Linked DNA regions of Mus musculus: all the other regions are linked to region 3. Evidence: chromatin contacts called from public ChIA-PET and promoter capture Hi-C data. All regions are on one chromosome and are shown on one strand. Each heading gives the region's core, a stretch centred on a gene start, on an enhancer-like site or on the middle of the called end of the contact. The rest is flanking DNA. Distances are from core to core; before and after follow the strand shown. Region 1 holds the start of Kdelr1 (KDEL (Lys-Asp-Glu-Leu) endoplasmic reticulum protein retention receptor 1). Region 2 holds the start of Sult2b1 (sulfotransferase family, cytosolic, 2B, member 1). Region 3 holds the start of Bax (BCL2-associated X protein). Region 4 holds the start of Lmtk3 (lemur tyrosine kinase 3). Region 5 holds the start of Grwd1 (glutamate-rich WD repeat containing 1). Region 6 holds the start of Ccdc114 (coiled-coil domain containing 114). Region 7 holds the start of Syngr4 (synaptogyrin 4).

Evidence for each region. Promoter capture Hi-C pulls out the DNA fragments that hold promoters and counts their contacts. ChIA-PET counts read pairs in DNA pulled down with a chosen protein or histone mark. Capture Hi-C pulls out chosen DNA fragments and counts their contacts.
Region 1: a contact with region 3 is called in a promoter capture Hi-C map of second pharyngeal arch cranial neural crest. The contact joins the promoter of Kdelr1 here to the promoter of Bax in region 3. A contact is called at or near these places in 3 of 39 promoter capture datasets (the HPC-7 cell line, pre-B cells and second pharyngeal arch cranial neural crest) and 1 of 9 other capture datasets (pancreatic islet).
Region 2: a contact with region 3 is called in an RNA polymerase II ChIA-PET map of effector CD8 T cells, with 18 read pairs. The contact joins the promoter of Sult2b1 here to the promoter of Bax in region 3. A contact is called at or near these places in 2 of 39 promoter capture datasets (cranial neural crest and embryonic stem cells), 6 of 115 datasets of contacts at active chromatin or transcription factors (the SCID.adh cell line, effector CD8 T cells, embryonic stem cells and 1 more) and 1 of 9 other capture datasets (pancreatic islet).
Region 4: a promoter capture Hi-C map of neural stem cells shows a contact between it and region 3. The contact joins the promoter of Lmtk3 here to the promoter of Bax in region 3. A contact is called at or near these places in 1 of 39 promoter capture datasets (neural stem cells), 1 of 484 Hi-C or Micro-C datasets (embryonic stem cells) and 1 of 9 other capture datasets (pancreatic islet).
Region 5: a contact with region 3 is called in a promoter capture Hi-C map of embryonic stem cells. The contact joins the promoter of Grwd1 here to the promoter of Bax in region 3. A contact is called at or near these places in 5 of 39 promoter capture datasets (HPC-7-derived erythroid cells, cranial neural crest, embryonic stem cells and 2 more).
Region 6: a promoter capture Hi-C map of pre-B cells shows a contact between it and region 3, with 5 times the contacts expected there. The contact joins the promoter of Ccdc114 here to the promoter of Bax in region 3. A contact is called at or near these places in 7 of 39 promoter capture datasets (the 3T3-L1 cell line, the HPC-7 cell line, hippocampal neurons and 3 more), 2 of 484 Hi-C or Micro-C datasets (pro-B cells and uterus) and 3 of 115 datasets of contacts at active chromatin or transcription factors (T-cell acute lymphoblastic leukemia, memory CD8 T cells and pancreatic cancer cells).
Region 7: a promoter capture Hi-C map of pancreatic islet shows a contact between it and region 3. The contact joins the promoter of Syngr4 here to the promoter of Bax in region 3. A contact is called at or near these places in 3 of 39 promoter capture datasets (liver, neural stem cells and pre-B cells) and 3 of 9 other capture datasets (adipose tissue, liver and pancreatic islet).

What each region holds. Positions count from the first base shown.
Region 1 is chr7:45,871,133-45,874,692 of GRCm38.p6, forward strand. Kdelr1 (KDEL (Lys-Asp-Glu-Leu) endoplasmic reticulum protein retention receptor 1) reads left to right here and starts at 1,708. Exons shown (of 5, transcript NM_133950.2): 1 at 1,708-1,969; 2 at 2,627-2,727; 3 at 2,911-3,069. The coding sequence starts at 1,879. It also overlaps a transcript of Grin2d not described here.
Region 2 is chr7:45,741,214-45,745,040 of GRCm38.p6, forward strand. Sult2b1 (sulfotransferase family, cytosolic, 2B, member 1) reads right to left here and starts at 1,265. Exons shown (of 6, transcript NM_001360784.1): 1 at 841-1,265. The coding sequence starts at 1,147. Gm31597 (a long non-coding RNA gene) reads left to right here and starts at 749. Exons shown (of 3, transcript XR_391433.4): 1 at 749-918; 2 at 3,781-3,827.
Region 3 is chr7:45,465,643-45,469,465 of GRCm38.p6, forward strand. It overlaps Bax (BCL2-associated X protein), which reads right to left and starts at 1,256. Exons shown (of 6, transcript NM_007527.3): 1 at 1,100-1,256; 2 at 578-629; 3 at 335-481. The coding sequence starts at 1,133.
Region 4 is chr7:45,783,872-45,787,608 of GRCm38.p6, forward strand. It overlaps Lmtk3 (lemur tyrosine kinase 3), which reads left to right and starts at 1,476. Exons shown (of 15, transcript NM_001290990.2): 1 at 1,476-1,810; 2 at 2,580-2,713; 3 at 2,939-3,089; 4 at 3,523-3,599. The coding sequence starts at 1,735. It overlaps Gm5897 (predicted gene 5897), which reads right to left and starts at 596. Exons shown (of 2, transcript NR_153811.1): 1 at 1-596.
Region 5 is chr7:45,828,622-45,832,294 of GRCm38.p6, forward strand. It overlaps Grwd1 (glutamate-rich WD repeat containing 1), which reads right to left and starts at 2,168. Exons shown (of 7, transcript NM_153419.2): 1 at 1,974-2,168; 2 at 1,671-1,788; 3 at 1,361-1,523. The coding sequence starts at 2,160. It also overlaps a transcript of Grin2d not described here.
Region 6 is chr7:45,922,882-45,926,674 of GRCm38.p6, forward strand. Ccdc114 (coiled-coil domain containing 114) reads left to right here and starts at 1,334. Exons shown (of 15, transcript NM_001364168.1): 1 at 1,334-1,505; 2 at 1,617-1,708. The coding sequence starts at 1,639.
Region 7 is chr7:45,894,438-45,898,348 of GRCm38.p6, forward strand. Syngr4 (synaptogyrin 4) reads right to left here and starts at 2,274. Exons shown (of 5, transcript NM_021482.2): 1 at 2,171-2,274; 2 at 1,254-1,454. The coding sequence starts at 1,346. Tmem143 (transmembrane protein 143) reads left to right here and starts at 2,632. Exons shown (of 8, transcript NM_144801.2): 1 at 2,632-2,664; 2 at 2,998-3,229. The coding sequence starts at 2,642.

The DNA of each region.
Region 1 (3,560 bases), core at 458-2,957, 410 kb after region 3:
TGCGACGAAATGGGAGGAAGCAGAGGTAGATGGACAAGGACACCACCTGGTACAGACAGTTTGAGACCTAGAGAGAGGGCTGGGGTCACTGTCACTTGCCCCTTCCCTCTTCTGCACTTCAGCACCCGCCATACTAAGACCCAGCCTGTGAATTTTATGGCTGCAAAGACAGGATGCATGCTGTCTCTCTTGGAGCCAGGAATCTAGACTCCAAGTCCCTTATCCCTTGGACCCAGTTGTCCAGATGCCAGCCCACCTCCCTCATACCCAAGGGACTAGACCCTAGTTCTTTCCCTCTAGACGGATGGGGCTGGATCCCAGTTCTCCTACCTCAGACTGTAGCCCTCCCCTTAAACCTATGGGGCTAGGCTCCCAGTCCCCTCCTCCCTCAGACCTAGATGTCCATACTCGACCCTCTTCTTTCAGGCCTAGGTGGCCAGACTCTGGCACCATTTTCTGTGACCTAGGGGTTAGATCCCAGCCATCCTCCCTCCAAACCAGGGGTCCAGAATCCCTGGATTCCAAGTTGTGGATCTTCTATTTCAGATTTGGGGTCCAATGCCTGGCCCTGTTCTCTCAGAAGCAGGAATTTAGATAACAGCCCTCCTTTCGAAGACCACAGATTCTCCCTTAGTCCTTCTCGATCATACCTGGGGGCCAGGTCTTGAGCAAGTTCCTCACTGAGGGACCACTTGATGAGTGAGGGACTAGTCTCTCACAGCTCTGAGTACACAATTCCCTGGAGGAAAACTGCTTCCTTTGTCACAGACACAGTAATCCTAAACTATAACCCTACTTTTGAGGTTCTGAGGTCCCATAAAGTCACCTGTCCATCTTGCCTCTGGTAGGACAGTCCTTAGTATCTAACATTGGGAGGAGTGTGCTTCAGGATTCCCGGGTCCCTGAGAATGGAAGTTGGAGGTGGAGAAAGAGAGGTGGAGGAGGGGAAGAGAGAGGGAGAATATGAATGTGTAGAGGCGCTGGGACCTAGGCCTGTAGCAGTCGATTGGAGCCCTGCTTCTCGTGCCCTAAGACCTGGGAAGACTCGGGTCATGACAGTTTCTGAAAGAGCCAGGACCTGGCATTTTGGGTCTTAGAAGGAGGATGGAGTTATGGGTGTAGATTCCCAGGTCAGAATGTTGAGCAATAAAGTAATTGTTGGGGATAGGATTGTAGAGGCGGTAGGCTCAGTCAGGATCCCCGAGTGTGTGGCAGTGGGGCCTGGGTTTTCTAACTGAATTGGGACTAGAGATCACAGACAAAGCTAGAAGTCTACCCTCTTAATCTCCAGGATTCTTGTTGTTGTTACTATTAGTATTAATAATTTGTGCAGGAATAGACTGTCACTGTGGAGCCCTAGGCCTGGAACTGGGGGGTCCCTCTGCTTCATCCTCCCAGTACTAAGATTACAGGCTACACCATCACCCAACACAGCACTAGGATCTTTAGATTCAGAACTCAAACTTCAGGATTCCTGTTTAAGGGCAGAGGTTAGACGAACTCTCTACAGTTCCTTACTAAAGAGAAGGCACCTGGGAATGTGGGACCCTAAAGACCCTTCCATCAGTTAGTAGGCTTATTCGATACGACTCTGCAAAGCAGGTTGCAGGCGCCAGAGGGCGCCAGACAGTCAACCCGCCCTTGGGGTGGCGCTACAGCTCAGACTCCTCCCTTCCCACCTCGGCCCTCCTCCCTTTTCTCCCAGCCAGCTTTACCACCAGCTCCGGCCTCGGCTCACCTTCCAGAGCCCCTTCCCCGGAGCTGAGCTACCGAAGGGCTTCTCTCCCGCCCTCAACCCAGCAGCACCGCAGCTCCGGGGCAGCCCGGCCGGCCAGCCTCCCCCCCCACCCAGCTCAGCCCTGCCCGAGTCCCCCAGTCATGAACCTCTTCCGATTCCTGGGAGACCTCTCCCACCTCCTAGCTATCATCTTGTTACTGCTCAAAATCTGGAAGTCCCGATCGTGTGCGGGTGAGAGGCCCCCCCGCGGAGAGGGGGCGGGAGCGGGCCGCTCTGGGGCACCGGGAAGGCTGGAGCTCGGCAGGTCAGAGTCCTCCCGGACTGCCTGCTGGGGATCACTTTTCTAGTTCTAGGGTCACCAGGGGGTCAGCTCCTTTCCCTAGACTAAGGGGTACACATAGTTTGGTGGGGGTGGCTTCGGGCGTTCAGTTCAACCTTCTGCAGCACCCTTTGGGACAGCTCTGGGTGTTCCGGGGCTGGGAACCAGGAGCCATGGCAGGCGGGGAGGTGGCTGGGAGTTGGTGACGTGGACTGTGGAAGGCCAGGAAGGGAGCGGGAGGAAGGTGACCGACTGGGAGGCTGAAGTCAGGCAGGGCTCTCCCTAGGTCCCAGTGTAGGTCTAGACTGTCAGGAGGACCTGAGGGAGACAGAAGGACCGGCGAGGCCTAGCCTGGGATAGAGCCTCGGTCTCTAGTATTTTTGGAGCCGGCTGCCCCCTGCCTGTGGATGGTGGAAAAAGGGCCGAGCTCAGGCTTAAAGGCCTTGGGGAATCGCTGTGGTCTAGAGCTCCAGCCGGCTGGCCCAGGCGCTGCATGTTAGTTTATTATTGCCCCAAGTAGCCCACCTCCAGCTCCCTCCACCCTGCCCTTCGTTCTCTGTCTCAACCAGGCATTTCAGGGAAGAGCCAAGTCCTGTTTGCTGTGGTGTTCACTGCCCGATATCTGGACCTGTTCACCAACTACATTTCACTCTACAACACCTGCATGAAGGTAGAGTTGCAGTCAGCCCCCTGTGGCAGGGTTCCAGGCCAGGGATCAGGGAGGAGTCACCAAAGAGGCTTGGGCCTAGACATATGGTCTGAGGGAGGTGGCTGGGGAACATGATTTCTCTCTCCCTCACCGTGACCTGAGGCCCTACCTGTGAGCTGAGATGCCCTGTTACCCTCTTATCAGGTGGTCTACATAGCTTGTTCCTTTACCACGGTGTGGATGATCTACAGCAAGTTCAAAGCTACTTATGATGGCAACCACGACACTTTCCGGGTGGAGTTCCTCGTCGTTCCTACTGCTATTTTGGCTTTCCTGGTCAACCATGACTTCACCCCTCTGGAGGTAGGTTTCTGCTGGGCCTGTGTGGTGGTTGGGTAGAGGCAGAGTATCTGACAGGAGGCCCTGTCAGGTGTCTTCCTCTACACAGCTTGCTAAGGCCTAAGTTCGTCGGTGGCAGACACTGTGAACATAATCACAACCCAGCATCCCATTTGCTGCTCTGAGCAGTTAATGTACCTGGCGTCTAGAGTGGCACCCCTTAAGTCGTCTGAATGTCCAAGGGCACCTAGTCCAGCAAGAGCTGGGCTGATGAGGGCTAGGAATGGCAAGCAGAGCTCTGCGGTGGGGCCACGTGAGTTTAAATCCCAGTTACACATCCTATTTTTAGTTTGTTTTTTTTTTCCTCTCAGGAAGTGTTGGAGATAGAGTCTAGGGTCTTATGCATGCGAGGCCGGTGCTTTCTTCTGGAGGCACTGTCAATTATTGGTTTTCTAAGATAGGGGCTGGCCTAGAACTTACAGTCCTCTTGCTTCACTGCTTGGATTATAGCTGTC
Region 2 (3,827 bases), core at 15-2,514, 280 kb after region 3:
CTTGATAGCTAATTGATAGAGAAGGTCCTAGCCCACTCAGGGCAGTGCCCCTCCTGGGCAGGGGCCTGGGGTTTATAGAGTTAGCTGAGCAAGCTCTAAGGAGCCAGGCAGTCACAGCAGGATCCTGTGTGATTTCTGCTTCTGTTCCTGATTGCGTTGCTTCTCTGTGATAAGGCTGGGGCCTGGAAGTGTAAGCCACACAGGGCCTGTCTTCCTTCGGTTGCTTTTGGTCAGGTGGTCTATTACAGCGACAAAGAGAGAAGCAGAATGCGCAGTGGCTTTCCTTCTCTGTGAAGACTGTGGAGTAGTCTGCATGCGAATTCACACGAAATGAGGAACCTCCTCCACAGACACGCGCGGTTCCGAGAACAAGCAACAGCCAGGGCAGACAGAGCGCTCAGAGAGAGCCAGATTAACCTTCCAGTGGATAAGCAGAGGTTTACCCAGTGACACTGTGCCCAGCAGCACACACCTGCCATTCCAGAACCCGAGACACTGAGACAGCAGGACCAGCTGAGGTTCAAGGCCAGCCTGGGCTACATGAAAACCTTTCTCAACAAAAATGAACAAATTACCCAGCAAACCATGCGCGGCTGGTGGCACTCAGTGCTGTGAAGGCTTGGGAGACAGGGAAGGATTGGGGACACTGTGGCAGCCCTAGAGGGGAGGGGACATTAGCTAGGCCTTCAGAGTCTCCCTGGAGCAGGGACTTAGTGCGCAGTGCAAAGGAAGGTACTGTTAGCAGAGGACAAGCTGCCGGGTTCTGCAAAGCAGGCTCCTCCCCTTCCTCCTCCCTTCTCTCCTCCCTTCCTCCCCAGCCCAGACTAGCACTACCGGTACCTGATTTGGGGTAGGTGACAATGAAGATGTCGTCGTCCCGCACGTTGCTAGTGTTCTCAGCCAGACTGAGGCTCTCCGGTGAGTACATGCCGACAGGAAAAGGGATACCTTTGTATCTGAAGTATTCACCTCCAAAATTCCAGCTGAAAGAGGGGAAGGGCACGTGTAAAGAAGACCAAGGAGGTGGGCAAGAGTCGCAGGGCCCTCCATTCACACGCCAGTGAGGAGTGTCCTTTCTCTGAGCCCCGTGTGTCCACCTGAGGAGTAGATCCACTTCAACTCCACCACAGCAGTCCCGTGATGTCATACTGTCGCCCCCACACTATGGGTGTAGAAAGCTGAGCGTGGAGGGTGGGAGTGACTCGCCCAAAGCTACGCTTCTGGTAGGAGGAAGGGTACTTCATGTCTGCAAAGTGGAGCTAAGTGTTCTCCTTATGTCTATTCCACATCCCAACCCTGGAGGGCGACACCACGTCATCAGGCCATTTTCCGAACGAGGAACCCAAGCCAAAGGTGGCAGGTGCCCCCGCCAACGCTGCACGCTGCAGAGCCCATGTGAGAACCCACGATGACTCACCGAGAAGCTAAAACGATCTAGCTGTTTGTCCCAAAGCCATGACGCATTTACGCAGCCACGAAACCGAGTTTCCAAAGAGAAGACTGAACCTAGACCTTTCAGAATGGTGCAAGAAGTGGTCCACTACGGAGCCCCGCCCCATCCCCCCCCCCCCCGCACTGTGAGCCCCGCCCACAGCCCTCTATTAATTTGTTGGAGACAGAGTCTCACTAAGCTGTTCTGGCTGGTCTTGAACTTTTGATTCTTGTGTGTCAGCCTCCTAAGTAGCTAGGATGACAGATTTGGGCCACCAGGCTCATGTGGGACACATATTTTATCTACTGATTTTTTTGTACTGATGGAGCTTGAGCCTTGATGCTGACACATTAGGCTATCACTCGACCACCACGCTACAACCCTTGGTTTCATGTTTTGAGGGAAAAGGAAACCACAGCATATTGCTTTGTTTTGAAGAAACGCACCCACTAAAAGTTCCTAAGAACAGCCTGGCTTCTGGATGCCGCATCTGCTTCGTTCCTCTGACTGGTGGGACCTCTGTGAGTGAGACCAGTGGATCACATCACGCTGGTCATTCCCAAAGGCTGAGACAGGAGGACAGAGAACTAAAGGCCAACTCCAAAAGTACAGGGAGATTTGGACTCAAAAAGGAAAAGACACTGGGGTGTGGTGGCGCACACTTTAAGTCCCAGGCAGAGTCAGGGAGATCGCTGAGTTTAAGGCCAGCCTGGTCTACAGAGTGAGTTCCAGGACAGCCAGGGCTACACAGAGAAACCCTATCTCGGAAAAAAAAAAAAAAAAAGACAGGGTTTCTCTGTGTAGCCCTGGCTGTCCTGGAACTCACTCTGTAGACCAGGCTGGCCTCGAACTCAGAAATCTGCTTGCCTCTGCTTCCCGAGTGCTGGGATTAAAGGCGTGCGCCACCACGCCCGGCTGAGAAACCCTGTCTTGAAAAACGAAAAAAAAAAAAAAGAAGAAAGAAAGAAAGAAAGAAGAAAGTTTGTAGTGGTAGAGCCCCTACCTAGAATCCCCATTCCAGCTTACACTTCTACATTGCTGTTCATCACTAAAGGAAGTCAGGACTGGAACTCAAGCAGGTCAGGGAGCAGGAGCTGATGCAGAGGCCATGGAGGGATATTACTTACTGGCTTGCTTCCCCTGGCTTGCTTAGCTTGCTTTCTTATAGAATCCAAGACTACCAGCCCAGAGATGGCACCACCCACAGCCCCCCCCCCCTTGATCACTAATTGAGAAAATGTCTTACCGTTGGATCTCATGATCTCATGGAGGCATTTCCTCAACTGAAGCTCCTTTTTCTGTGATAACTCCAGCCTGTGTCAAGTTGACACAAAACCAGCCTGTACACCCAATGAGGGGCAGGCGACGTGGCTCAGTGGTAGAGCCTCTGCCTAGAACTCCCCAGTGAGGGATGGGCATGGCTGTATGGTGTGTCACTAGGCCCTAGAACAGCAGTAATGACAATGCTGACAACGAGAGTTTGGTTTTGAGGTAAAACTCAGACACATGGAGGAGAAGGCATTTAGGAACGCTCACTGTGGGATGCTCTCTGTGCCTTGGGTTTTCTGGTGTATAGATGGATATAATGCCTGCTACCTTGTAGCATTTTGTAAAGCACTCGGGGCTCTGTCTAACCTGGAGAAAGCATTGTATCAAAGTTGGTTAAATTTCCACAGAGAAGAAAGGCAGGAGGCTGGCTGTAAGTGGTCAGCATCCATCCTGGTTTGAAGCTCACATCCCATAAATCTGAGATTTCTAAGGAATAACCATTTTGTCCAGCAGTGGCCCAGCATTATCAAGGCCCTGTTCAGGCCAGCCTGCTCAGTGTTCAGCCTGTTCAGTGTGCCTTGTAAGTTGTAAATTCTCTAGATACTACATTTGTTCAGTGATGTTATCCTACCCCTCCATAGGTTGAACCCCAGGAATGTGTGACATCACCAGTTACCAGGCAGATTTGGATGACCAGGCAGGAGCAGTGAGGTCAATGGTTACCAGGCAGATTAGCTGGTGAAGGTCTGCCAGTGGCAAAGTCTAACGAGCCTTGCCTCCTTGAGTCTCCGTTTCCTCACCTGTCACAAGCAGCCAGCAATAATTACTGCTTCAAGCCTTCAGTCCTACTGAGGATTATAAGTGCTTGTATATCTTAAGTACTGGGCTTTTAAGAGATACTCGGTGGTTAGCCCCAGGTATGCTTTAGTCTTTGATCTCACCAATTCCTTGAGAGAGCTATTTCTCTCTCATTACAGGAGTGGGAAACTGAGTCACCTTCCAAGGAAGGTTAGCCCCAGGTATGCTTTAGTCTTTGATCTCACCAATTCCTTGAGAGAGCTATTTCTTTCTCATTACAGGAGTGGGAAACTGAGTCACCTTCCAAGGAAGGATCTTGTGCCCGTAG
Region 3 (3,823 bases), core at 6-2,505:
GCACAGCATCCACAAGTGAGAAGCTCAAAGGTAGAGAGCTCCACCTAGCAGTCACCAGTGAGGGGCTGTGAGCACAGCCTGGTAGCAGAGCACCGCCTACTAGAACCCGCCATAACCAGCTGGAGGTATGGCACCTGCCAAGCATCCACGAGCAAGAGACTGACACCCACCAAGCAAGGGATGCGGCTCAAGGGTAAGGGGCTGGCCCACCACGTAAACAAGCTCTGGATTCTATCTGAGTTGAGTGGAGGATACCTAGTCTCTTGGGAGAAGAACAACAGTGCCCAGTTCGGCAGGAGACCCCTTGACGGACCCCAGGTCCCAGGAAGCACACCTCTGCAGCTCCATATTGCTGTCCAGTTCATCTCCAATTCGCCGGAGACACTCGCTCAGCTTCTTGGTGGACGCATCCTGGGGCGGCTGCTCCAAGGTCAGCTCAGGTGTCTCCCCAGCCATCCTCCCTGCTCGATCCTGGATGAAACTACATGTGAATGGAAAGGGGGGAGAGGAGCAGAATGTTGAGAACCAAGCGGTGTTCTGAAAGCCCATCCCGCCACACTAGTAGCATCGCACTCACCCCTGTAGCAAAAAGGCCCCTGTCTTCATGATCTGTTCAGAGCTGGTGGGCCCTGGGGGAGAGAGGAGGAAAGGGGTGCCTGGACTCCTGGGTCCCAGGGAGAGTCAGGGGGATGGATAGGTAGGCTCATAACCCTGAGGGGAGACAGAGCTGGGGACCCTAGTAGTGACAAGTAGCATGGAAGGCCTGGCTACTGCTTCTGATGGACAGGGGGCGGGACCCGGCCTGCATCCCAGCTCCACAGCAAACCCAGAGAGCAGAATGCCAAAAGCAAACAGACCCCCAGCTGGGGGTGGGAGGAGGTGGCGCTGGCCTTCTGTCCCATCCCAGGCCACCAGCAGGAAGTGGCGCCAGCGACAAGCCCGGGCCTGCCCGGGGGCGCGCACGCGGATGTCCGCTCTCGGGGTGCGGATGAGCCGGTGGGAATGGATCCGCGCGCCCCAGCCTGCTCCCGCCCGAGCCCAAAGCCGGAGGGGTCCTAGGGTTCTTGGACCGGGCCTAGTCCTCCGCCTCCCGCCTCACCGCCGCTCCCAAGCTGCTCCCCGGACCCGTCCATCACTGCCGCTGCCTCTCGCCGGGTGCGCCCCGGCGGCTGCGGCGCACCACGGTCACGTGACTGATCGTGGACGTGCGGCCCTCACGTGGGTGCCCCGCAACATGGCCTCCGCCCCGCAGGACTAGTCACGTGATCATCATCGCTCGCTGCAGGGGCGGGGCCGCGGGTACTAAATGAACGCATGCGCGGATCGACCTTAATCCGAACTGATGCCCAGAGTTGGTTGTTTCCCCCCCCGCCCCCATTATTTCTTCTTCCCATAGATTCATGGTAGAGAGCACTAAGGAGGTTAAAGCAGAATTGCCGCAAGTTCAAAGCTTGCCTGGGATATGCTTGTCATCCCAGCATTGAGAGGCTGAGGCAGGACGGGAGTATTGCCTCGAGCTCAAAACCAACCTGCACTATAAGAGATTGCTCCAATCTGGGGAGAAAAAAAAAAAAACCAGTTGACCAGAGTGATGGTCCATACCTCTGATAGAGTGAAGCAAGAAGATTGCTAAAGAGTTCGAGGCAAACCTGGATAAAATAGTTTGAGTCCAAGCTGCACCATTAAGTAAGAATCTATCTCAAAACACAAAAACAGGCTGTACGTGGTGGCTACAACATCTTTAATTTCAGCCTTGGGAACTACAAGCAAGCAGATGCCTGTGAAATTGAGACATCCTAGAAGCAGTCCTTCTAGGCTCCGCCCCATAGTTACCTGGCAACAGTCAGGTATGCCTAGCCTACTATATAAGGACTGTTTGCCCCCTCCTCGCTCTCCTGCTCACTTACTTACTTGTCTTATTCTCTTACTTCCTGCCCCTTCTCTCCCTGCCCTGTTTCTCCTTCTCTCCTCTTCCCCGCCTTCCAGGTGTTCCTGGAGGGCCTCTTCTCTCTCCACTACTTCTCCTCCCCTCCTTTCTCTCTCTCTCCTCCTTTCCCAACTCTACTTCCCATGTCCTAAATAAACTCTATTCCATACTACATCATCTGGTGCTACATACTACATGGCCGGTACTTCAGGAGGAAGGGATTTCTCAGTGATGGGCCCTCTGAGGTACCCTTCTCACCTCACCATACCTCACTCATACCTTACAAAACACAAGTCTACATAGCAAGTGACAGGTCAATTAAGTTAGATACTGAGATCCTTAATCAAAACAAGAAACCGGGAGGAAGATGGGAGTTGCAAAGAGACCCTGGTATGGTGGCCCATACCTGTAACCCCAGAACATGGAAACCTATGAAGAATTGCTGTGAATCTGAAGCCAGCCTAGGATGCCAAGCAAAAGGAAGAGGAGGAGGAGGAAGGAGAAGAGGAGGAAGAAGAAAAAAGAGTCAGATGGTGGTTGTGTATGCTTTTAATCCCAGCCCTCAGAACGCAGGAAGGTAGATCTCTGAGTTCGAGGTCAGCCTGGACTACAAAGCCAGTTCCAGGACAGCCATGGCTACTTAGAGAAACCCTGGTTTGGAAAAAAAAAAAAAAAGAAGAGAAAGAAAAAAAAGAGAAGAAGGAGGAAGAGGAGGAATAATGTGAAGTAGCAGCAGGCCAGGACAGACACTCTGGAGTTTTCTAGCAGGAATTTATCAGTCTTCTGAGGGTGTCTGAGACCTGAGACCCAGGGGAAGTTTTGAGCAGGGGAAGGGTAGAGTTATCTGGGTGTCAGAAAGTCTCTTGGCTTGAGTCCTCTGTTGAAAAAGCTCTGAAAGCACCCAGAGTTTTTGTTTGTTATTTGAAACAGCTTCTGTGTAGCCCTGGCTGTCCTGAAACTCAGTCTGTAGACCAAACTGGCCTCGAACATAGAGAACTGCCTGCCTCTTCTTCTGTGTGGGGATTGAAGGTGTGCACCACCACGGGCAGCTCTCCTTTTTCTTTTCTTTTCCCTTCTTTTCTTTTCTTTTCTTTTCTTTTCTTTTCTTTTCTGTTTTGGTGGGTTTTTTGAGACAGGGTTTCTCTGTATAGCCCTGGCTATCCTGGAACTCACTTTGTAGACCAGGCTGGCCTCGAACTCCGAAATCCGCCTGCCTCTGCCTCCCCAGTGCTGGGATTAAAGGCGTGTGCCACCACACCCGGCTTTCTTTTCTCTTCTTTTCTTTTCTTTTCTTTTCTCTTTTTTTAACCACTGGGTTTTATTATGCTTCACAGCACTGTAATTAATTTTGTGTGCAGTGTTTTCGTTCATTGCTGGTGGCTCTCACCTACCTTGGTTTCCCAAGAAGACTGTATTCATTTGTTCTCAATTCCCTAGAAACTAGCACACTGCTTGACACATGGTGATCTCCAAATGTATCCTTTAATGCCTGGCTGATGTACTAGAGACAGTGGCTGCCTTTGAAACTCAAGTCTTCTCAGAAGTCAGATATGTCCCTGGGCCTTGAGAGGTGTTTCACATGAAAATCAATCAATCAACATAGCTGGGCATTGCGGTGCATGGTTTGAAACCTAGCACACAGGAGGGAGATGCAGGACCATCTCTCTGAGTTCAAGGACAGCCAGAGCAGGAACGTCACACCAGCAGGGCCTAGCCACATCACATCCATAGTCAACAGCAAAGTGTGGTGAATGAATGTATCCAGGTCAATGCTGAGTTTACTTTCTCCACTCCTACATAGTCCAGAAGTCCCTGCCTAGGGAATGGAGTCACCCACAGTGGGCTGAGACTTGGCGCTTCAATCAACAAAGATAATTCCCACAAACAAGCCAACCT
Region 4 (3,737 bases), core at 226-2,725, 320 kb after region 3:
GAGCCGTGCTGCGCGCGCAGCTCTGGTCCAGCCTCATTGAGGGGACGAGTCGCAGGTATTCCTGGACCATGGAGACATCCTCGCCGAGGGCGGCAGTCCGCGCTTCCGGGTGTGTCTGCAGTTCTGTGTGCCGCCGCGTAGGGTGGGACCCCGAGACTGCAGCCTGGCACGTGATGTGTGTGTGTGTGTGTGTCTTGTCTGATGTGTCGGTGTCCCTGACGGCCAGGTTCCAGCCTTACCTCTGCCTATCCCCTGTTCTGTGCATGGGGCAGGTGACTGCCCCTCTCTGTGCCTCAGTTTCCTTACCTATACATTGGGCATGAAAAAAGAACCTGTCTTGGGGGCTGTTGTAATGATTGGAAGGTAATACTGTAAATCTTGGGAAACGCCTGGCGCAGAGTAAATCCTGCCAAGAATAAATACATGAAATAAACTACGCTTATGCATCTTTTGTGCCCATGTGTGTTGATGTCTGTGGTGTGAGACTGCAGTGGATAAGGAGTCCTCATAATCACGTCTAAAGAGTGTGTCCATTCATGCTGTCTATTTAGGTAGGTGGTGTGCCTTTGTGTGTAATACGTGTGCACAGGGCATGTTTGTACCCGTTCTATATTTGTGTTTTTGCATAAGCTATGTAGCTCTGCATGTATGAACCGTGTGTTCCCGTGTGCATGTATGTGATATGCATTTGTCCCTGAAGGTGAGCAATGTGCAAACCCCGTGCCTGCATACATGCATGTGTTGTTTCTGTATGCTCCATATGTGACTGACAAGCCTGTGTCTGTGTGCATGCAACTGGCTTTACGTGTTTGAGTTAGTGATTTCTGTGTGTTCTTTGTTGCCTGTGTGGAATATCAGTTTATGACAGCATGCCTCCTCATGTCCCAAAGGGTCTGAATGGATCTTTGTGATACCTCCCTATGTTTGGAGCTCTGTGTTGTATGTGTGCGTGTGCGTGTGTGTTCATGTGATGCTGGGTATTCCTGTGTGGCTGGGTGAATCTGTACCAACCAGAGTCTGGACTGCCTATGCATTCTCAGTGTGGTCTGTCCCTGTGTCTTTGTGTGTGACGTGTCCTTGTCTCCGTTTGCTGATGGCTGTCCACCTTTGTATGAGAGGCGCTTGTGAAGGTTCCTGTGACATGTCTCAGCTGTGTGTGGGCTGCGTGGGCTTGCTATCTGCATCTTAGCATGTAGCACACGTGTGGGCACCAGTGTTGTGTCACAGTGGTGTCAGGGCCACGCACTGTGGACCCTGCCCCCCTCCAAGGGTCTGTTGGTCTCTGTCTGTCCCTCCTCCCCCTCCCTATTCTCCCCTCCCGCCTGGCAGCCAATGCAACCGGGAACCAGTTGCCATGACAACGCTCCCTCCTTCCTCCTCCCACCCTTCCTCTGACAGGCTCTCTGCTCCCCCAATCCCGATTGTCCTCGGGGGCGGGGCCCTCGTTCTCTCCCCCCCCCATCTTCCCCTCCCCCCTACCCCAGCAACCCCGGCTCCCCAGCTCCTCTCCTCCGTCCGCCTCTCCATCCCTTCATCCGTCTGTCCTTTCGAGGAGGGGGAGGGGGGTATCAGAACCAGTAAGCAACCCCTCCCTCCCCCTGTCCTGCATCTCCCGCCCCTCTCCTGGGCTGAGGGAGGCCAGGGTTGAGCGGGTCCCCATGGCTGGGGGCTGAGGGCCCGCCCCCCCTCCTCCCCAGCCGCCGATTCCTCCACCTCCCTTCCATCCTGGACAAGATGCCTGCACCCGGCGCACTCATCCTCCTGGCGGCCGTCTCCGCCTCCGGCTGCCTGGCGTCCCCAGCGCACCCGGGTGAGTATGTCCAGCCGTCCGCGGCCCGCGCCCCACCCCCACCGGGTCCGCCCGGCACCTGTGCGCAGTCCCTGGGGACCAACGGGTCTGCAGGGCCAGGGAGACCAGCCAGGGCGGGTGGGGAGTGGGCTGCGGGCCGAGTGCGTGCTTGTGAGCGTGCATGTGAGCTCATGTGCACGCGAGTGCACACGGGTGCGCGGGGAGATGGAAGGCCGCGGCCTTTGGGAAAGAGAGAGACCCTATTTCTAAGGGGAACACAGCTGAGGCTTTGCAGAGACCCCTCCCTCAGGTCTGAGGCTGAGGCTAGAGAACAAGTCTGTGTTCCCTGTGTCTTTAAAAGAAACAGTTCTCAGTCACCCTTCAGGCGTGGGGTGGGCAGTGCGTTCAGCTCGGGGCAAATATCTGCCAACAGCCTGCTATTGGGGGAATGATGGTCATGAAGCTGTCTATGGTAGCATATTGTAAATTCTCAGAGCTCCAGGCCTCACTATTGCTGGTCACTGGAATGTATCCGGGTTACGGGATGCGTTTGGGGTGGGGGGTGGGTCCCAGTTTGAAACGATAGGAGGGACCCCACCCCCAACCACCTGGGAAGACCTTAAACTACAACTCCCACAATACGTTAGACCACCTGGCTCCCCTGCCAAGGAGCCCCTGGATTCGGAGCATCATGGGGGTTGTAGTCCAAGACTAGCCTAGGATGGGAGGGGCATGAGTCCGGTAGCCAGTGTCTTGAAGCCCAGACCCCAGCCTAGCCTTATGCCCACAGATGGATTCGCTCTGAGCCGGGCCCCTTTGGCTCCGCCCTACGCTGTGGTCCTCATTTCCTGTTCGGGTCTGCTGGCCTTCATCTTTCTCCTCCTTACCTGTCTGTGTTGCAAACGGGGTGATGTTCGTTTCAAGGTGAGGTGCCCTAGGACTAACCTGGGAGAAAGACCCCAGGCAGCAAAGAGACTGGAGGTCCCAGAGCACTCCCAAGACCTACGGCTTTGGGATGCGCACACTAGCGGAAATTGGGCTGGGATTTGAGGGACAGGTCTGTGGACTGAAGGGAGGCAATTAGGGCAGGATGGCGGCATCTCAGCACCCTCCTCCCGATGCTCCCATTCTTCACCTCTCGTACCCCAGGAGTTTGAGAACCCGGAAGGGGAGGACTGCTCTGGGGAGTACACCCCCCCTGCGGAGGAGACCTCCTCCTCACAGTCGCTGCCTGATGTCTATATTCTGCCGCTGGCAGAGGTCTCACTGCCAATGCCTGCCCCGCAGCCTCCACACTCAGGTACTGCTCCTTCCACCCCAGAATCCTGCGATCCCAACACTGAGGGCTTCCTTTCGTGGCTCAGGGAGGGGAGAGGGCAGAATGCAGAGCCCTAGATTCGTGGAAGTAACTTACAGGGAAGCCACACACACCATCTTGTAGAAAATCCCAGATCGAGAGAATCCTGCAGGATGGCCCTGGTGCCATCAGCCTAGATCTTAACCTGGGAGCCAGCCTATAAGCGGACTGGAGCTAGGGTTGCCAAAGGGAAGGGCTGATTGGGCTCTGGATCTCATGGGCAGCCAATGAGGAGGCTGGACCCTGCCATGGAATGTTGGAGACAGCCAATAAAAGGAGACTGTTGTCTACTCTGACCTCAGACCCCTCCCACTGTGGTGGTGTGGGGCATCTTTGATAGGAGAACTCAGGGCCTCCCCTCCCGCCCCCTCCTCAGACATCAGCACCCCCCTGGGCCTGAGCCGCCAGCACCTCAGCTACCTGCAGGAGATTGGCAGCGGCTGGTTTGGGAAGGTGAGGGGCCTGGGTGGGAGGCAGAAGGGTTATCCATACATCTCTGGCATGTGCTCCTGTTCTGTGTCTACCCCCATTTGTCATCTGCTCTTGGCCTCCCCAGCCCCATGCCCTGCAGCCTGCCCCTCCCACTCCCAC
Region 5 (3,673 bases), core at 918-3,417, 360 kb after region 3:
CCCTGTCAAACAAAACAATATGAAAAAGACTGAAACAAGCAAGCTGAGTAAGCCATGACAAGCAGGCCAGTAAGCAGCACCCCTTCATGGCCTCTGCATCAGTCCCTGCCACCACATTCTTGCTGTTTCAGTTCCTGTCCTGACTTCCTTTGGTGATGAACAGTGATGTGGAGGTGTAAGCCAAACAAAGCCTTTCCTATCTAAGTTACTTTTGGTCACCGCATCTTATCACAGCGTTAGTAACCCTAACTAAGACATTCACCTTCAGTCTAAAACATTGAGACCCATGTTTGGCTGTCTCCTTCCTCACACCCATCTACGCTGCGCCTCTCAAAACTTTTCTAACCACCTGTACTGTGGCCACCCTTCCCGTGAGTTGTTCCTTATGTAATCAAACACTTTTGGCTCTCTGCAGTCAATTTTCCACACAGAAGCCAGCGGGAGCCTCTGAAAACAAGTACCAGACCAATCACTCCTCTACTTTACGTCCTCCACTTATTCCTAATTTCTCCTGAAGCAGAAACCAAGACTTACATTAGCCCACAAGGGCAAAGCAACCAGTCTTCCAGGCGCTCACCCTGCACATCTGTCACTGTCCCCGCTTAGTCTATTCTGCTCCACACACAGTCGCCTCTCCAGTTTCCCCTGAGATTCTGAATCATGTGTGCCAGGTGCACCCCAGGGTCTTGGCACTTTCGTTTTTCTTCTCTGCAAATCTGTTTCCACAAACACCCCAGCCCTGACACTTGCTGCAGGTCTCTAGTCCAAGAACACCGACTTACCCAGTCCTCCTCAAATTCACCATTTACAAAAAACAACTCTACCCTAGGAACACCCTTATACTACCACACTCAGCATCTTGTAACAAACTACAAGCTTTCTCTTGTTCCCTTTCCCACTAGTATGTTATGTTCATGGGCCCAGAGCTTTCTGTCTACAGGCTAAACCTTCTGGGAATAATGTAACAGATACAGGTCCAACAGAGACAGGTCCAGCTACGGGTTGGCTTTTGCTCTACATGCTCCTTGTATACCGTCTCCCTTTTTTGCTCATCTACCTGATCATAAAGTGCTCTATTTATTGAACTTGAGGTGAGCGCTCTACCACTAAGCTGCCTTTGAACTCATTCTATCCTGCCTCAGTTCCTAAGCAACAGCTCAGTAACACCCTTGCGTTTCACCACAATCAGGAGCTGTTTCAGCCTTTATTATCTGTTTATCAGCTCATAGAGTGAAAATGTCTGAAAATGAGGGGGGAGGGAGAGAAGCTGAGGGGCTGGAGGAGGTACTGAGAGACATTTGGATCTAGGGGGAGGGGTGTGCTGCAGAGAATCCTTAACAAGCCCCTGGAAAGACTGTACCCGAACTCGGTTGATGCCACCGTAGTGAGGAACCATGGCCAGTTCCAGCTGAGGTTTCTGCTCCTCCTCATCCTCTTCATCTTCATCTTCCTCATCGTCATCACTGCCCTCTGAGGGTGACGGCCTGGTGCCATGGAGATTGTGCATCCGAAGCATCATCAGTCTGGGGAAGCAAATACGGGTTAGAAACTGAGTGCCGGGATGTTGAAGGAGGAGGGAGGCTGGGGTCCCAGACTTTTAGGTCTGGCATTAGCAGAGAGCCCTAATGCGTGGGGCCTTGTGGATGTCTTGCAAAGGTCCTGGGTCTCACCTATTGCTCTGGGCGCTCTCCGCCTGGGTTCCCGCACACAGGTAAAGACTGAGAGGGAGCTCTGTCCGGTTGTCGCCCAAGTGATCTCGAACTATGTCAAAGCTGAGACAAGGGGCGCCTAGGGATGGGCGGGGAGATTAGAGTTGCTGAGTAGGAACGAGAGACTGGGAACTCGGCCTCCACCTCCTCCAAAGGCCGGCAGTCTGCAGGGTCACAATCCTCAGACTCCAGACCCTTCGTCCCCCAGACCCCAAGACAGGCCTTTCATTTCCCTGGACCCGAGAGTCAGGTCCCTCTGCCTACCAGTTTGCGCACGATGGTACAGCACGTAGGCCTCTTCATCCATTACCAGCTCCTCTCCCTCGCTCAGTGGCGGCCCTCTGCCGGGCAGGTAGACCTGGGATGGGCCTTCGGTTCCTGGGTCGCAGGTTTCAGCCTCCATGGGTTCTCCGGTTTCACACGTGCGACTCCGGCCCTTGCGCGCCGCCATCTTCGAACCTTCTTGCCCCGGACGCGAAGTGAGAGCGTCACTTCCGGGTTTCACCTCCCACAGTCTAAGACCCGTCCCACTGTACTGTTACCTTGGAAACCTGTGAACCAGCCAGAAGAAGGTAATGCGCAGAGAGATGGCCGCCACAAAGTAACCGCGTCCTGGCTCAGTGAGAAGACTTATATTAGGAGCAATTTTGTCTTTCGTGTGACCTTGGGGAATTCTTCCGCGCAGCAATGGCAAGACCTTCTGGGAGTTGTAGTTCTACAGAAGTCCTCGGCTTCAGAGCCCTCTCCATCTTCCACCTTTCATTCCCAGGGTTGTCTTTCCATTTAGTTAATTATTCATGTATGTAAACGAGCACTTACTGGCAAGGAGACTGGGCTTCTGTTCCCCGAGGACCTTTAAGGCCGATTTCTTCTCCTCTCCTTGTTATGATGGTTTTAAATTATTTCAAAATGCTTTAGGGTAGACAGGCTGGACATTATGTATAAGTTAGTGGATTGGATCTATCCTCCAGGGGCAGACCATTTCCCAACCAGGCATTCCCAGGGCAGCTCTGGTCAGCAGGCACTTAATCAGAAAGTCTCTCTTGAGGCTGCTGCTACAACTGAGTCAGCTCTCTTTATCTACCCATGTACACCCGAGTTTTGGTTAATTGGAGTAATGAAATATTGGAAACAGATCCTCACTGGTGAGATTAAGGAGATTCAAGGCGTGGGTTGGCCACTCTCCATTTGCATAAAATAACCCATCAAATCATTCTTGCCAGTAGCAAGGAGTAGGTCTCTAGATTTGGTCCTAATTTGTGCATCCCTTTTTGTATCTCTACTCTTGGGGGTGTTGTCTCTGCCCTGTCACCTCTCCACCCCTCTCCCCTGGACTCTTGCCGCTTCCTGGGGTTGACTGTGCTTTCCCCAATCTCCTGTTTTCTAGGACTGGGGACTGAACTCAGGGTGTTATGAATATTACAACACCCTGCCTCCGCTACACCACCAGCCCAGTTTCTGTTGTCTGACTGTCCTCCCTAAGGACTCAGTTCTCAGTTTCCATTTTTCTCCAGAGAAGTTGAAGGGACAGACACAGAACTCAGGCTTGGACTGAGGAGGCGTAAAAACATGGTTTTATTCCAAACACTGCAGTGTAGGAGCGGGAGAGGGGAGGAAAGGTCAGGTGTGGGCTCCCAGACCCTCCTCTCAGCCCAGCCTCAGACCCTGCTGAAATCTGGGAAAGGAGACCTGGGGGTGGAGTGTCTGCTGGATTATCACTGAAGGGTCACAAATAAGGGCTGGACTTGAAGATGTGATTGGTGGCATCTGGGGTGGTAGGTGAGTGGGGGGAGACAGGTAAAGGTAGGACTTTCGTGGAGGAGAGGTCATAGGTCAGAGCCAACAAGGATCTAAAAGGGAGGGGTCATTGAGGTCTGACATGAAGGGTCACAGTCTGGTCGGGGCACAGTCTGGGGTCAGATGATCATTTTAGGTGTTGGAAGTCACAGTCTGGGGTCAGGGGT
Region 6 (3,793 bases), core at 84-2,583, 460 kb after region 3:
AGTTGAAAAAGTTCGGTACTTGGGGTGCCTAGGGGAGGCGTTTAGGGAATCCCCAACAATAGTGCCCAATAGAAGTGGAAGTATCTGGAGACACTAGAGGTAGGGGTGGTGGGATCTCCCCTGCCCAAGCCTCTAAGGAGCGCGGCATCGCAGCACTTCCTCCCACAGGAAACCGCAGGCGTCGGGCACACCCAGCCTTCAGGCAGTGGCGTCCACAGCCCGCTTGCAAGAGGACCACGTGGGATGAAGAGCTTGGCCAGATGGGACCGCTGGAGGTTCCGCCCACTCCCACTTCCGGCTCTGCCCTGCGTGGCCCCAAACCGTTGGTTGCGCATGCGTAGTGAACCTGTGTAGGAACTGAGATCGTGGTGAGCGTTCCTCCAAACCATGAATTTCCCAAATAACCAGTCCAAGGCACGCACTTCTTGGACCCCGAAGGACCCTGCCTAGTCCCAAAGTCTAGTCTTCTAAACGTTTCCCTTCAGTTTCCACTGCCCATAGTCCCGAGCCCCACGAGTGTCCCTCCCAGGCATTCAAGTCAATCTCCAGCACCTCGCTTGGCTCTTTTTAAATAACAGGGCCCGCCCCGCCCCCAAACCCAAGGCCCCGCCTTCTCACTAAACTCGCCGGCCGCTCCCTTCTAGTCCCCGCCCCTTACAGACCGTGAGCATCTCTCCCCTATAGTTAACGCTCTGTACAGGACTGATGCCACCCTCTGCTTGCAATCCTGCCCCTTATAGCATCCGAGCCCCTCCTCCTTTTATTAACAGCCTCTGGCTCCGCCTCTTAGTACTACACTTTCTCCCCTCCCCTTTTACAATGAGATCTTCCCCAGGCTCCGCCCTTGATCCTACCTATGCTCCTCCCCTTCCCCGCTCTCCTAACCTCCACTCCCTTGACTCCCCTGGCTCTTTCTATGGCGGGGATTCTCAACCTTTCTAATGCTGCGTCCCTTTAATATAGTTCTTTATGTTGTGTTTACCCGCCCTACCGTAAAATTATTTTTGTTGCTACTTCATAAATATCTGTAGTTTTGCTACAGTTATGTATTGTAATGCAAACATCTGTGTTGTCCGATGGTCTCTGGTGACTCCTTGTGAAAAGGTCGTTGGAGGCTACAACGGGGTCGCGACTCACTGGTTGAGAACCGCTGTTCTCTAGGGTCTTCTCAGCCCTGCCCCCGCCCACTCAGGCCCGTCTTCTGGCCTGCCCCTGCTCTGGCCTGGCCTCCTCTGGGTCCAAGACTAAAGTTGGCTGAGTCTTCCACTGATCTCTCCTGCCCGCCCCTTCCGCTGTCCTCAGGCCTTATTGGCCCCTTGTCTCCCCAGTAACCAGACTACAACAGTGAGAGTGGAGCTACAGCGACTGGTCAGGCACTCAAGCAGGTAGAACCTTGACCTCGCCTCCCACCCCACCCCAATCCGGCCGGGGTTCCGAGGTGCGGAGAAGCTGCCCAGGGACCGAGTCTGAGTCAAGCCGCAGGGTCCAGATTGTGTGTTTTTGGGGTGAGCGATATCCCAGTAGTCCTTGAAGGGTCGAGGCTCAGAGAGGCCGCAGTGCTGTTTGGTCGCTCTGTGCGCTGGCTTGCGCTCTCTGAGGCTGGTGTGCCCTTGCAGGAGCTCCACCGCTATGTCGAGGATGCGTTTGGGTCCACCCACCAGGAGCGCCCGCTCCGAAGAAGGAAGCGAGATCTTCCTGGAGGGATCAGGTAATTCATGATTCCCCATCTCCTCCGAAGTTCCTTTTCTGTTCTCAGCTTCTTCAAGTTCCAGAGCCAGGGGTGGGAGGCCTCCCAGGAGCGCCCTCTCCTGGGGGCAGATTCGAGCCCAAACAGGGGGATCTTGGCCTGTGGTGGGGCCAAGCCAGGCAGTGGGATGTCTAGGCAGACATTGGACTTCAGGAGTGGTTTGAATGGGGTCCAGAACATCCAGAAGAGAGCTAGGGGAGGACCCGTGAGATGGCTTACCTAGTAAAGGCTCTTGGCACCAAACTGACGGCCTGAGTGCCACTCGGGAACCCAGGGGGTGGGAGAAGAAAAGCAACTCCCTTGGGACCTTCCTACACTAAAACAGAAAGAGAAAAGGACTGGTGTGGCGGCACACATCTTTCATCTCTGCTGGGGAGGCGGAGATAGTTTGAGACCAACCAGGGCTACATAGTAAAACCCTACATAGTAAAACCCTGTCTCAAAAAAAAAAAAAAAATGGCTAGGGTGGCTGGGGTAGGAGTGTGGACATGGTTTGGGTCAGTTCTCAGCTGAGGGTGGGAAGCTGGTAGGAAAGATTGAAAGGATGGTGTAGTGGTTTGTATCTGCTTGGCCCAGGGAGTGGCACTATGAGGAGGTGTGGCTAGTTGGAGTAGGTATGGCCTTGTTGGAGAAAGTGTATCACTGTGGAGGTGGGCTTTGAGACCCTCTTTCTAGGTGCCTGGGAGTCAGTCTTTTCCTGTTTGCCTCTGGAAAAAGACATATATAGAACTCAGCTCCTCCAGCACCATGCCTGCCTGGATGCTGCCATGATGGACTGAACCTCTGAACCTGTAAGCCAGCCCCATTTAAATGTTGTCCTTATAAGAGTTGCCTTAGTCATGGTGTCTCTTCACAGCAATGGAAACCCTAACTAAGCTAGAAATTGGTACCAGGAGTGGGGTATAGCTTTGCTAGGTCTGACCATGATTTTGTTTGGAGGAATGTGGATTTGGGGACGTTTTGGAACGCAGTGGAATGCTTTTAGTGGGGCTTCAAGGGCCATCCTGGTAGGAACATAGAAGACATTGGTGCTGAGGATGAGTTGAACTGTGGGGGCCTGGCTCAAAAGCTTTCAGAGAAGAATGTGAGTATATGGCCTAGAGACTTTTTTTGTGGTATTTTGGTGAAGAATGTGACTGACTTTTGCCCTTTTTTTTCTGAAGAGTCTGCCTGAGGCTAAGGCGAAAGTGAAGAGAATCAGATTAAATTGCATTGACAAAGGAAGTCTCAGAAAAGCCCAGCACAGACTTTGTCCTCTGGTTCACTCTCATGAAGAACATTTTGATCAACCATAGCAAGCTTAAAAAGAAAAATTTCAAAATTTTTATTAATTGTGTATTCAGGTGATAAAGGGACACCAGGAAGTGAAATGGAGCTGAATCTTGTGCTCAAGGAATAAGCAGATGAAGGGAGTGGTGACTTCAGGGCACAATCTCACCTAACGAAGCTGACTGTTTGTGTTTGCAGTTGAACAAGGAATAGTTATGTCATGTTAGATGTTATTACCTGGTTATTGTTTTCATTTGGGCTTTTAATCTGGCATGAACTACAATCCAGAAATTGAGGGCATACTTGTGGATCCAGATTTTGAGGCGTAGTGACCATGAAATCTTAGGCCCAGCCTTGGTGCTATCTGCCTTTCATCCCAGGAGACAGAGGCAAGCAGATCTCTGAGTTCAAGGCCAGCCTGGAACACAGTAAGTTCCAGATAAAGAAAAGCTTAAGTCCAGGCACGGTGGCACAGGTCTTTAATCCCAGCATTCAGGGGACAGAGCCATGCAGATCTCTGAGTTCAAGGTCAGTCTACAGAGCAAGTTTCAAAACCACTAAGCTTTGGCACTGAAGGAGTTAGAAAACAGAAAGCTGGTGATAATGTAATAGAACAAGGGGACATGCTTCAGCCTCTGCAAGCAGTAGGACTGGGCAGCTTTGGACATGTGGCTTTGGCTTTAGAGTCAAGACTAGAAGGGACTACTGGGACAATTGATGCTGGTTAGCTGGGGCTAAGAAATTAGTGGTGCTTAAGAAGAGGACAGCAGGGCTGAC
Region 7 (3,911 bases), core at 1,024-3,523, 430 kb after region 3:
GCCACTTCTCCAGCACCATGCTTGTCTGCCTGCTGCCTTGCTCCCTGCCATGATGGTCATGGACTCCCCCTTTGAAACGACAAGCAAGCCCCCAATTAAATGCCTTCGTTTCTGAGTTGCCTCGGTCATGGCATCTCTTCACAGCAATAGAAAAGAAACTAAGACTCACAACAGACTCCAACGCCAGTTCCAGGTGACCTGAGCCCCTATGGCCTCCACCACCACCTGCATGCCTGTGGCGCACATAAACTCATGAAGCCACATATATATGCTTCTAAAATCTTTAAAAGGAGAAGGAGGCAGTGTGGGTCGCAGCCCATAGACACAGATGGCCCTTGTACTGATGTTCAGAGAGAGGCAGTGGCTGGCTGGTTCTATTCCAAGGTTACATAGCACCAGTGGGCTGAATGGGGACTTTGCTCTCAGTGTCCAGATCCCTTGGGAAGATGGTAGTGATGCACAGAAAGCATCGGCATCACGCCTGGCACAGTGATGACTCACATCTGCTCCCTGAGTCTGGTGCTTGTGGTCCTCCCAGATCTATGCTTTTTTAAAAAAATAGATCTAGTCCCTGTTCACCCCTCCCCTACCTGAGAAATAGAAAATGGATGGGTCCTAGCATCTCCTAGAACCGAGTGGTGCTTCCCCCCTTTTGTGTTAACCTTAATGGATGCTGTCCCATGGAACTTCCTGGCATGGTGAAGTGGCCTGAATCTATGCTGTCCAACTGGAGACTCATAAGGCACCTTTGGCAACTAAGCCCCTGAAATATGGCCACCATGATTGCAGAGCAGCCCATTTGAATCCCATTTGATGAGTTGGAATTGGAGTAGCACCCGTGGCTTGTGGCTACTCCACTGGACAAGCAGTCTTCAAACACTGATGCCATTTATCAAAATTATGGGGTTTTTTGGGGGGGTGGCTTTACTTTTCTTCGCCTTTGAAAGGGTTCTTTTTCACTTTTTCCATTTTCTTACACTGTAACCCAGGCTGGCCTCAAACCTATGTCAATCCTCCTACCTCAGTCTTTTATGTGCTGGTGTGACAGATTTGAGAGGCCCTTTGAGGAGCCCCAGGTTTGAGGGGCTCTTTCTTGTGATGACTCGGTTGATGCTGACAGTGGCTAGTGACCAGATACTCAGTAAAAGGTGGCTTCAGTTTTGGGCTCCTGTCTGCTTCTCTCCCTCTCTGACCACACTGACCCCTTGCCCTCTTCCTGGATGTCGCCTGTGTCCTGACCCCTGGGGTCTCACCCCTCCGAAGATCCTTGAGATGCTCTTTGGTCTCCTCAGAAAGCGCACAGTCTCATTGTCTGCCAGGTCGTGGAGGCTTTCAGGGAGGTGCATAGTGGCTGCTCTTCTTTGGGTGTCCCGGGAGGTAGGGGCAGGGGTGTTGGGTGCTGCTTTCTGGGCACCACTTCCTGTGTGCCTCAGACCCACCTCAAGGCTCAGCTACTGCAAGAAAAGAGGAATGGGAATGTCAGAGTAAAAGTGCTGGGAGTGGGGAGTACTGGCCCTTCCTTTGTGGGGATGGATAGGCTGAGGGGCTGTTAGGAGCCCTAGGAACAGAGGGGGTGGGCTGAAGGGGCTGGCTGCTCCCGTTTTCAGTTGTCAGGAATATGGGGTGAGAAACTGCTGGGTGGTCTTAGGTGCTGGAGATGAGACATGATAGGGTATGTGGGAGGTTCTGGAAATGGGAGCACGGCTGGAAGGCTGCTTCGGGGTTCCAGAAGTTGGAAATGTAGGCTGATGGGCTATTGGAGGTTTCAGGTGCTGATAAGGGGCCAGAGGGTTCTGAGGGCCCTAGATTTTGGGAATACAGGATGAGGGTGATAAGGGGTGGCAGGTCTGCTGGGCCCTCAGAGTGGGGTCAATAGGGGGACTGTAGACTGGTCCTTGAGGGAATGCAGCTACCCTAGGTATAGAAGACCACGTAGAGCCCAGCAATATTTGAGGTGTTCCCTAACTTGGGTCATTTTCCGTAACACCAGGCTTGCTTAGGCTTCAGCTCTGTTTCAGGATGACATATTGTCTTAAGACTGAAGCCTCAGAAACCAGCTGCCACTCGGTATGAGAGTCATGGCAACCTCCTTAGACTAGGGGCTTCCCTTCTAAGGACCTGGGGGCGGAAGTGCTGAGACCCCAAGGGGACGCTGGCTGAAGAGAACCACCTCTTCTCCGAGGGCCGAGGACCTGCGTTCCTCTTCTGCCTGCCTGGCTTCCTCTCCTGGTCCCGGGAGCCACCTCTAGCCTCTTTTTGGTTCCTCTTTTTCCCGCCTTTTCTGTCCTCTACAGATGATTGGCTGCAGCCAAGTCCCGCCCCTTTCCTTTCCGCCTATCCGAACTGACTATGGAAAGGGCGTGGTCTCGGCGGACGTTGGGCGGGTCGCCGTTGGCCGGGCGCGCGCGAGGGCCCGACCCAGCTCCAAATAGCGGACCACACGTCTTCAGCGCGTGCGCATTACCTTTAAAAAAAAAAAAAAAAAAAAAAAAAAAAAAGGACTAGCGATGAGGCATGCGCAGTTGAGATAAAGGCTATTAAATGGTTTCAAGCGGCTCAGGCTGTGCGCATGCGCCTTACTGCTTGCTGAAGCCAATCCTCTGGGCCTAGGACCTCTTACTGCACATGCGCAGAAGGCTCAATGACAGTCGCGCGTTGGTTAAGGTGAGGGCAGGGTGGGGGATTGCATGGCCCAGGAAGGACGGCCCAGCACCCGCTATTAACTTTTCCTAGTTTTTCAACACTCCTGAGCTCCACCTCATTGTTTAAGCTTCTCAGAGACCATTTGTACCGCTTCAGGGTCCCTGGGCCTGCAAGATACTCCAAACTACGACCTCTGACCCTATTCCGGAGCCAACCTAAATGTGCAGTGTAGAAGGAACCGGAAAGGGATTAGAGGGAGGGAGACTGGCCAGGAACTGTCCCCGAAGGGAGGGGTGTGTGGAGGTACTACCTCCAACTGACCTTTGACATCCCCCTTCATTTGCTTATGTTTAGGCTCTGGGAAAGGGGGCAGGCCATGTTGCATGTGACCTGGGGGTCCAAGGTCCGACTATGGTCCCTGGTGCCTGCTCTCCTCGGGACTCCCCGAGCTCTGTCGTCCCTGGAGAACAGGATGGGGGTGTACCGCAAGATGTGGAACCCCAAGGAGCCCTGCGACTGGGCCCAGCAGTACCGCGAGCGCTTCATTCCATTCTCCAAGGAGCAGCTGCTCCGCCTCCTGATACAGGTACCGCCCATCAGTGGTCTAAGGACCTAGAGACTACAGTTTCCAGCCGACCTCGCGACTGCACCACTATACCTGCTTTTGAGGTCTGCGCTAGCGCCCTCCTGGGAGTGTAGTTTCTGGTCCCTTTGGCGTTCCTAGTGGGTTCGAGAAAGTTGGAATGCAGGGGCTAGAAAGAACTCCAAGATGAGATGCCTAAAGATCTCTGGACTTGGGCTTCTTCTGGGGCCTTGAACAGGCACACTGGGACATAAGTTTTTCCCTTGAAATAGATGTAACTATCATCCTCATAATTCCTTTCTAGTACATAATAAATTTGTATCTGCAAAGCCATAATGATAATTATTATCACACCTTGAGCTCTTTATTCCGTGGCACCGTGCTAAGTGTTTGTAATGTATAGAGCCATCAGAACAACCCTGTGAGAGGCCACCATTATCCCATTTTACAGGTTTAAAGGCAGTGACCCATCCAAAGCTACAGTGAGTGGCCCATGCTTGCTTGACTCTAGAGTGCGCCCCTTACTTCACCCCTGATCTATTCCATAGCTTGAGCTCTCAGCCCTCCATCACTGTCAGATGATCATTAGTATAATAGTGATTTACTGAACACCTGCTGTGTCTACCAAGTCCCGTGCTAGATTTTATGCCCACATGCATACGTACAAGCACAAACAATCTCATCA